2 separate regions of the Astyanax mexicanus genome follow, and region 1 is linked to region 2. The links are chromatin contacts, called in public Hi-C maps. All regions are on one chromosome and are shown on one strand. Each heading gives the region's core, a stretch centred on a gene start, on an enhancer-like site or on the middle of the called end of the contact. The rest is flanking DNA. Distances are from core to core; before and after follow the strand shown. Region 1 overlaps nfic (nuclear factor I/C). Region 2 overlaps LOC111192612 (a long non-coding RNA gene).

What was found. Hi-C and Micro-C count contacts between places; a contact is called where the count stands out from the background.
Region 1: a Hi-C map of muscle shows a contact between it and region 2, with 14 times the contacts expected there. The contact joins two enhancer-like sites. A contact is called at or near these places in 2 of 3 Hi-C or Micro-C datasets (both in muscle).

The regions. Positions count from the first base shown.
Region 1 is chr12:6,407,880-6,412,160 of AstMex3_surface, reverse strand. It overlaps nfic (nuclear factor I/C), which reads right to left. Exons shown (of 11, transcript XM_022670218.2): 8 at 1,535-1,719. Among protein-coding and RNA genes, the nearest start is that of smim24, 48 kb to the left of the region's middle. Within about 2 kb of position 1,565, the one cell type or tissue checked has an H3K27ac peak away from gene starts, as active enhancers do.
Region 2 is chr12:6,232,984-6,237,346 of AstMex3_surface, reverse strand. The region is part of intron 2 of LOC111192612 (a long non-coding RNA gene); the gene reads left to right. Among protein-coding and RNA genes, the nearest start is that of LOC111192612, 4.6 kb to the left of the region's middle. Within about 2 kb of position 2,901, the one cell type or tissue checked has an H3K27ac peak away from gene starts, as active enhancers do.

The sequences.
Region 1 (4,281 bases), core at 316-2,815, 180 kb before region 2:
CTGTGTTGCAACCATTTCTTCTGTTTTTTTAAATGTACATTTAATAAATATTTACATATTAAACCTTCAAGAGCATGTGCTGGTATACTATACAATCTAAAACTATTTTACTGCTCTATATTATACAATACTGTGTTACCATGCTGTACCATATTATATATATTTTATGCTGTACTACACTATGTACCTTTGTAATATACACTGACACTGTCACACAGTAGGGTATGTGTGTAGGTTTCTGTGTGTGTTAAATGTGATTGGTCGATACGCGTTCTATGAGTGCCATTATCAGCCGGTAATGCACTGTAACTGAAGCTCTCCATGTATTACTCCGTCACATATAGGTAACCTAGCAACGATGCAGCACTTACAAGCCAAACAGCGCAGCTACAAACAAACCAGTAATGGAACTGTTTTAGCTTGCAGAGTGTTTATAACCGAACATCATATTATTTTCTTGTCCTCTTTATTTTAAAATCTTTAATAAACAGTGATAATGGAACTGTGATTTAATCACGATAATACACTCAAGGTTTGTGCTACAAGATGTAATATTGTCACTGCCATTATTGGGTATTACTGATTAAATATATATACTGTAAGTAGATGGCTTCAATAATTTAAATGGTTCATTGTTGTTTTTAAGTATGTACATGTATATAATGCTATTGCATTATTATTATATCATTAGCATAAAAGGGTCTTAAAATTACAAGATATTGCAATTATTACTAGGACGATACAGTGGCTTGCAAAAGTGTTCATACCCCTTGAATTTTTTTCATATTTTGTCACGTTACAACCACAAACCTATATATATATTTAATTGGAATTTAATGTGAAAGACCAACACAAAATGAAGAAAGAAAATTATGCATGATTCTTAACCTTTTTTACAAATAAAAAACTGAAAATTGTGAAAACTGCTCACATTAAATTCCACTTAAATATATTTCTGTCACGGTTGTGTTTTTTAGACATACAAAACCAACAAACAGAGAACGAAATAAACAAATAAACACAAAAAAAACAACAAGAAAACAGGAAACGCTGAGGTATATTATACACAAGGAGGTAAACGGAAATGGAAGACACCTGGGGAAACAGGTAACAAGGGGGCGGAGCTACAGATACAATCACATGGGGGAACACAGGTGAGAACACTCAGACAGAGACATGGAGAAAACTCAGAGAAAGTGCAGGAACATAAGGAAAAATAAAAAGACAGGAGGACCAGAATGTGACAATTTATCTTTGTGGCTGTCTTGTGACGAAATATGGAAAAGTTCAAGGGGTATGAATACTTTTGCAAGCCACTGTATATCATCCAAATAAAAACAGTTACTGTGACAGGTCTAGTCCTGCCTTTTTTCTAACTGCTGCTGATGCAGCATCACTGGTTAGCTAACGCTCTCGGAGGAAAGCGTCAGACTCTCAGCTCTGATACGTCAGCTAACAGACGCCTGTGCTGTGCTGACCAACCTCACATTAGGAGTGATAAGAGGAGAGCGTGCCGTTGGAGGAGCAGGCTTACCGGGCTGGGCTGTTGATTGGACGGGTCGCAGGCCAGAGAGACCAGGTCCTTGAGCGGGTCTTGTGTGCTGAGGTGGGGCGGGTAGCGGATGGCCGTGTGGGGGAAGTAGGTGGAGGTGGACTGGGGCAGGATGGGGGTAGTTGAAAAATGCAGCGACGAGGATGGGTGCGGACTCCGGGAGATCCCTGAAAACAGATACAGGGTATTAATAATACAAATACAATAATACTGAATACTTTGCTTGTATATATTAATAGATATATGCTTTTCTAGACTGAGCTGTTTGTTTATGTCTTTTTAAAAATCTACTAGGAACTATTTTGTATCCGCTATGAATTATTCAGCAACTCTTGTGATTTTTTTAGTATCTATTACAAATTATTCAGAATCCACTATGAATTGTTAAGTATCCACCATGAATTGTTTAATAGCCACTACAAATTGTAAGGGGTGATTATTATGAGTTAGTCAGTATGTACTATGATTTATTTAGCATTCAGTAACCACTATGAATTATTCAGTATCTATTTCTTTATTTATTTAGTCATTCAAAATTATTCAGTAACTGAATAATAGACGTTATTTCAGTTTACCACTAGGAAAAGTAACCTGTATGAATTATTTATGATCTAAAAATAAATTCAGTAGCCACTAAGAGTTACTACAGTAACTACAATTAAATATGTAGTAAGGACATGGATTATCCAGTATCTACTCAATTTGATTCAGTACGTATTATGAACAAAGTCAGTATGCACTAAAAGTTAATTAGAAAGCATTATGAATTTGTCAGTATCTACTCTAGATAATTTAGAAACCATTGTGAATTCTACATGATTCAGAAACTATTATGAATTCTAAATGACTCAATAAGCATTATTAATTATTCAGTATCTACTCAAAATGATTCAGAAACCATTATTAATTATTCAGTATTTACTACTAATTATTCAGTACGCAATATGAATTATTCAGTATCTACTCTAAATGATTCAGAAACCATTATTAATTATTCAGTATCTACTATAAATGATTCAGTAAGCAATATGAATTATTCAGTATCTATTCTAAATGATTCAGTAAGCAATATGAATTCTAATTGGTTCAGTATGCACTATGAATTATTCAGTATCTACTCTAGATGATTATTAGAAATAATTCATTAAACATTATGAATTATTTAGTATCTACTCTAAATGATTCAGTACACATGATGAGTTATTCAATATCTACTCTAAATGATTCAGAAAGCAATATTAAGTCTAAATGATTCAGTATGCATTATGAATTATTCAATATCTACTCTAAATGATTCAGAAAGCATTATTAATTATTCAGTATCTACTCTAAATGATTCAGTAAGCAATATGAAATATTCAGTATCTACTCTAAATAATTTAGTTAGGATTTTGAATTATTTAGTATCTCCTATGAAACTAATGTGTAGGTTGTAAGAGTGAGGATCTGAATTTCTGTTGTGGATTAATAAATCAGCAGTGGGTCTTCATTACACTGAAGAGCTCTCCTCTATATCTGACATCATTACCCACACGTCCTCCTCGAGTTCTGAGTTTACCTAACCGCCAACTACTGACAACTACTAACACTGCGTAATAAGCATGCTGTGCTATTCTGTCATCCTCTTCACATCTTCATTCTCTTAATCCTGCTGGAAATGAACAATTCCCACTGACATTGATTTCCATAATACTCTGGGACAGCTGTAATATCAGTGCTAACACTCCGCTCCTGGTGACATATGGTGGCGATGCTCCACCAGTTCATTTGAACAGCGGCGCTAATTGTTGTAGCATCGTTGTGCAGACAGTGGAGCGTTGCCAGACAACAGATTACTCCTCATTGTCCCAGAGACAATTACCTGTCACAGAGAGCAGTGCTGTCTGCATAGCACTGTGTGCCCTGAAATAAAGCAGCTCATCACACACACACAAACACACACACTACCTGCTCTTCCTGTCCCAGACAGCATGTCAGTTTTAATACTCACTCTGAGAGAGCACACCCACTTTTATCCCACTAACAAAGATCACATGCATACAGCACACTGACTGTGAGGCTAAACTGCAATTAGATCACTTTTTAACCACTGTTAATTGCTGTCAACTCCCACGCTAAAGCCTAATGAGACCGCATACCTGGGGAGGAGTAATAATTTAATTAATTAATGATAACAACTGCTATTTCAATCCAGTATAAATCTGCAATGAGCACATTTATAATGCTACAGGGGCTATGACAGAGGTAGAACTGGGCCAAGTGGGAAAATCTCCAAGAGTAGAACACTTTAGTTCTAAAACATCAAAGAATACCCAAGTCCAGGCTCAAAAACTCGAGGAATATCCAACTCCAGGCTCAAAATCTTAAAGAATACCCATCTCTAGACCCGAAATCTCAAGGAATATCCAACTTCAGGCTCAAAATCACAAACAAATACCCAACTACAGTCTTAAAGTCTCAGGAATACTCAACTTAAATTGTAAGGCTCAAATCCAGGGTCAAAATCCCAAAGAATATCTAACTACAGGCTTAAAATCTTAAATAATACCAAACTACACCTTCAAAATCACACAATATACCCATCTACAGGCCGGAAATCTCAATTATACCCAACTCCAGGCTTAAACTCTCAAAGAATACTTAACTCTAGGCTCAAAATCTCAATGAATATCCATCTTCAGGCCAAAAATCTCAATTATACCCAACTCTGGGCTCAAAAACTCAAGAAA
Region 2 (4,363 bases), core at 1,652-4,151:
TAACTTAACCCAACCCAACCAATCAGCAGACATACATTACATATATGCTGTGTCTTTCCATAGCATGACTTTTCAGTTTTCACTCCACATACTGTGATTAATTATTTATCCAGTAATCATGATGTTGTGTATACTAACATATCAAACATCTATATTATTTTATATAATAAACCTTAACTTACCCTTTATTAAGGAGCCTTATTTTTTTAATATCCCATTGGTTGTCCATTGATAAGGACATTAAAATGTTAAAGATTTCTAATGCTGGTGTAAAAACAGTTTATGATCGTTTATTATTTAAACTAATGAAAGCTTTCTGCCTGTATTTCATCCGCCTTACAAATACAAGTCTCTGCAGAACTTGGCTGGGCTTTCACTTGGAAACCTGTATGAAAGCTGCTTTTATGATTTATGGCGTATTTTTTATGCTATACCTCCATATGTCTGACTGCTTGGGTAAGTTGTAAATGATTGTAATGACTGCAGTTAACATAGTTAGAGCTAACAGCGCTGACTCTGTTCCAGAGGGGGCAGGCAGCAGCTTCACCTGCGGTATTTACACTGGCCACCTGCAGCTGCAGTTCATGAGCCATTAGGGAGTGTAATCAGGGGAAACCGGCCTGCAGTTCACCAGAATAAACACCCAGCTCTGGGACGATCCTTATTCCTCCTTATTTACAGCTCTATCCCATCTACAGATCAGATTAAATAAACATATTTCTGAGGTTAATATTCTGAAATTAGCTAAAATAAGCTTCTGAGATCTTTATGATCTGATTTCAGGAAAACTAAAACACCAGCAATCTTCATCAGGTTTATAACACACCTGTATTTATTTAACCAGTTAAACTAGTGACTCCCAGTCCTACCAGTGTTTTCTCTGCTATACAGAACAATTTGAAATGAAATGCAAAATTTTCTGATGATCAGTAATGATTTGGAGAGACATGTCATCTGCTGGTATTGATCCACTGTGTTTTATTATTAAGTCTAAAGTCAGTGCAGTTTTGTTTTCCCACAAAATCTTACAGAACTTCATGCTTCCCTCTGCTACTGACAACTTTTATGGAGATGCAGATTTCATTTTCCAGCAGGAATTGGCACTCTGCTTACACTTCCAAAAATACCAATTGATCCTATATAATATTTACATTTTCTGAGATACTGATTTTTGGGGTTGTCATTGGCTGTAAGTCATAATAATCATCAACAATAAAATAAATAAACCCTTAAAATAGATCACTCTGTGTTTAATACATCTATACAATATATGAATTTCACATTTTAGACTGAATTACTGAAATAGTAAAAAAAAAGGTAACTTTTTAATGATATTCTTTTTTTTTTTTGAGATGCACTAGTATATGAGTGTATGAGTATGTGTGTGCTTGTGGATTGCTGGTCTTCATTATGAAGCCACAGCACTGTGAATGTGGCTGAAAGGCTGAGAGCTGATCAGAGAAATGAAGAGCAGAGTGTGTCAGCACCATTAATGAGACAACAAAATACTGCTGAGCACACGTGTTACTGTTTTTCAGATTTATTACAAATCGTTTAAACTTTCATCGGGTTACAGAACTCTCAATTAGAAATGAAAATATAAGGTTCATTATCAGAATACTGTGTCCTTTTCCCAGCTTTTTCACTGTTTGTGTATTAATCAGAGTCATTATATGGATAACAATATTTTACCACAACAGCATGGACAGCTCAAGCCTTTCCTCGTATAAGTGTGCCAACAATGCGAAAATGCGAGTAAATGTATTTATAAACAAATAAAACAAATAATAAACCCAATACAGAAACAGAAACTGGGTATACATAAAAACACAGGCAACCTGAACTAACATAAAAAAACGTACAAAAACTGACATTGAACCCAAGTAACTATATATATATATATATATATATATATATATATATATACAGGGGCGTAGCAGCAAATTCTGGGCCCTGTACATTCTTAATGTCAGTGGGCCCCTATCCGTGCCAACACACAAGGAACATGGATTTTCATGGGCCCCTCTTCCTACTCGGGCCCTGGGTAGTCAGGTCCACTTTTCCCCCCACTACCACGCCTATGTATATATATATATATATATATATATATATATATATATATATACACACACACAAGTAACAGGAAACACCCGGGGACAGGTAACAAGGAGGTGGAGCTACAAATGAACACAGGTGAAAACACTTAAGACGGAGAAATGGAGGAAAACACAGAGACAGACAGGAGAGACACAGAACAGAATGAGAACATGACAATATGAGAAATATTAAGTGAAATAAGTGAATAAATTAATATTATTAATTGCTGATCATGCAGCAAGTGTCTTCAGGGAGGGGATAGCTAAATTAAATTTTGTTTAAATTTTAAGAAAACATACTTTTTAAAAACAAAATGTATTATTAACCACTTAAAAGAATGATCAGGCTGGCAGATTTGCAAACATGGCTAAAACCCTTCATCATAAAAGAGAATACTGTAAAAAAAAAAAAAAAAAGTACTAAAATTTCTTCTTTATAGTGAAAGCTAACAGTACTCTATTTGTGTAATTGTGTAATATGTGTTTGTTCCGTGTAAATCTTTAGAATCTGCATTATTTCCAGAGGGTACTGGATGAAACCTAGAAATATTTTTAACATCTTAAATCACCAAAACAACATTTCAGCACGACCTTTGACCTCACACCACACAAGCCAGAGCTACTCATTTGTCACCAGATGCAAACTGAGGTTTCCCAAAACGGGAAGAATTAAAGCAGAAGGATGATGTGATTTCTGACATGTATGGTTTCAGACTATATAAAAATAAGCCATCCAGTCTGAGCAGAACGTACTGAAAACAGCCCCGCTCCGCACGGCCTGTCCAGCAGCCGCCACAGTCTGCGGCCGCCCGGCTGCGTCCAAAAACATGACTCACAAATCAAGAATAGGCACAGGAATACGACACTCCTGTCAGTTTAAGTTTCGGCCGTTTAGCCATGAAATTAAACTCAATTCAGAACGATTAGTGAGAGTAGAGAGGAGGCCCCACACTGCAAACACACAGCACACGCTGAGTCATTTATAGCTCTATATATGTATATATATAAATATAAGCTCTTCTGCATTACACTGAGTTTAAACACATCTGAAGAGAAGGCTCAGTTTGGATTTGCCATCAGCAGCTGATCCAGTGGCCTGAACTGATCCTGCACAGTGTCAGTAAGTTTCCACACAGCTCTGAGCTGCTGGTGACTCTCGCTGGTGGTTACACACCCTCTACTGGTAACACCCCAGTGCTTCAACTGAGTCAAATTCAGGCTCCATACTGAATAAGCTTTTACAGCTAAGGATGCACCATAGTATAAGGCATACTATCAATGAACACCTATTTTCTGAACATTTTATTTTCATACATAAGGTGCACTGGATTATAAGGCGCATTTTAAGAGACACTAAAAGGAACTTCTAATGCAGCAGGTCTCACCACTGGGTGGTGATTATGGTGGGGGTAGGTAACTTAGCTAACTAAGTTAAGTAAAGCTAAGATAAGTAAACAAAACTGTAAAAAAAAAAAAAAAAAAAGTCAAACAAACCGTGGATGTTAATTTACACATATTTCTCTCCTGAAAACTGTTTATTTGGGTGAGTAAAGTGCTTTTATTTATTTACAGTAAGCTTAGATTCCAGAATTAAAGCACTAAGGCTGGAGTATTAGCATTAGCATTAGCGGCTAACCGCTCTAGCAGTGCTAGCCGGAGTTAGCAGCAGGCTACAGGCTGATAATACTCACCTTTGAACAGGGAGATAGCGAGCGTGATTAACATTTAATGCTAATGCTAGTCCAGCAGTGCTAACCGGGGTTAGAAGCTGGCTACAGGCTGATAATGCTCAACTCTGAACGGGGAAACAGCGTTTAGCGGCTAATGCTAATACTACTCCAGCCCTGGTGCGATGACTATGCCGAAAATTGATATATAAAGTTAGTCTCTATATTAACTCAATTTAGATACGAATGTGATTATATGTTGCACGATTTCTTACATCATGAGTACAGAGTTAACGGTAAGTTAAACATTTCACTCATGGCCATTCCAAGCAGATAGCTAGCATTAGCTATTTATCTGTTTATTTCCAGTCTTCACTCATTTCACTTGACACCAGTGAGGGCAGCTAAACTAATATTATTATATTATTGGGATCTATAACCTAATAGCACCAATTCTAGGATGTGTATTTTCAGAGCATTGGGACCTTTTTTCAATATTACATACTTACCTTGAGCTAACATAGCTAGCGGTGCATAAATCTAGCTAGCTAACTGCAGAACAAGTTATAGAAAATCCACATGAGCTGCTTTATAACGTTG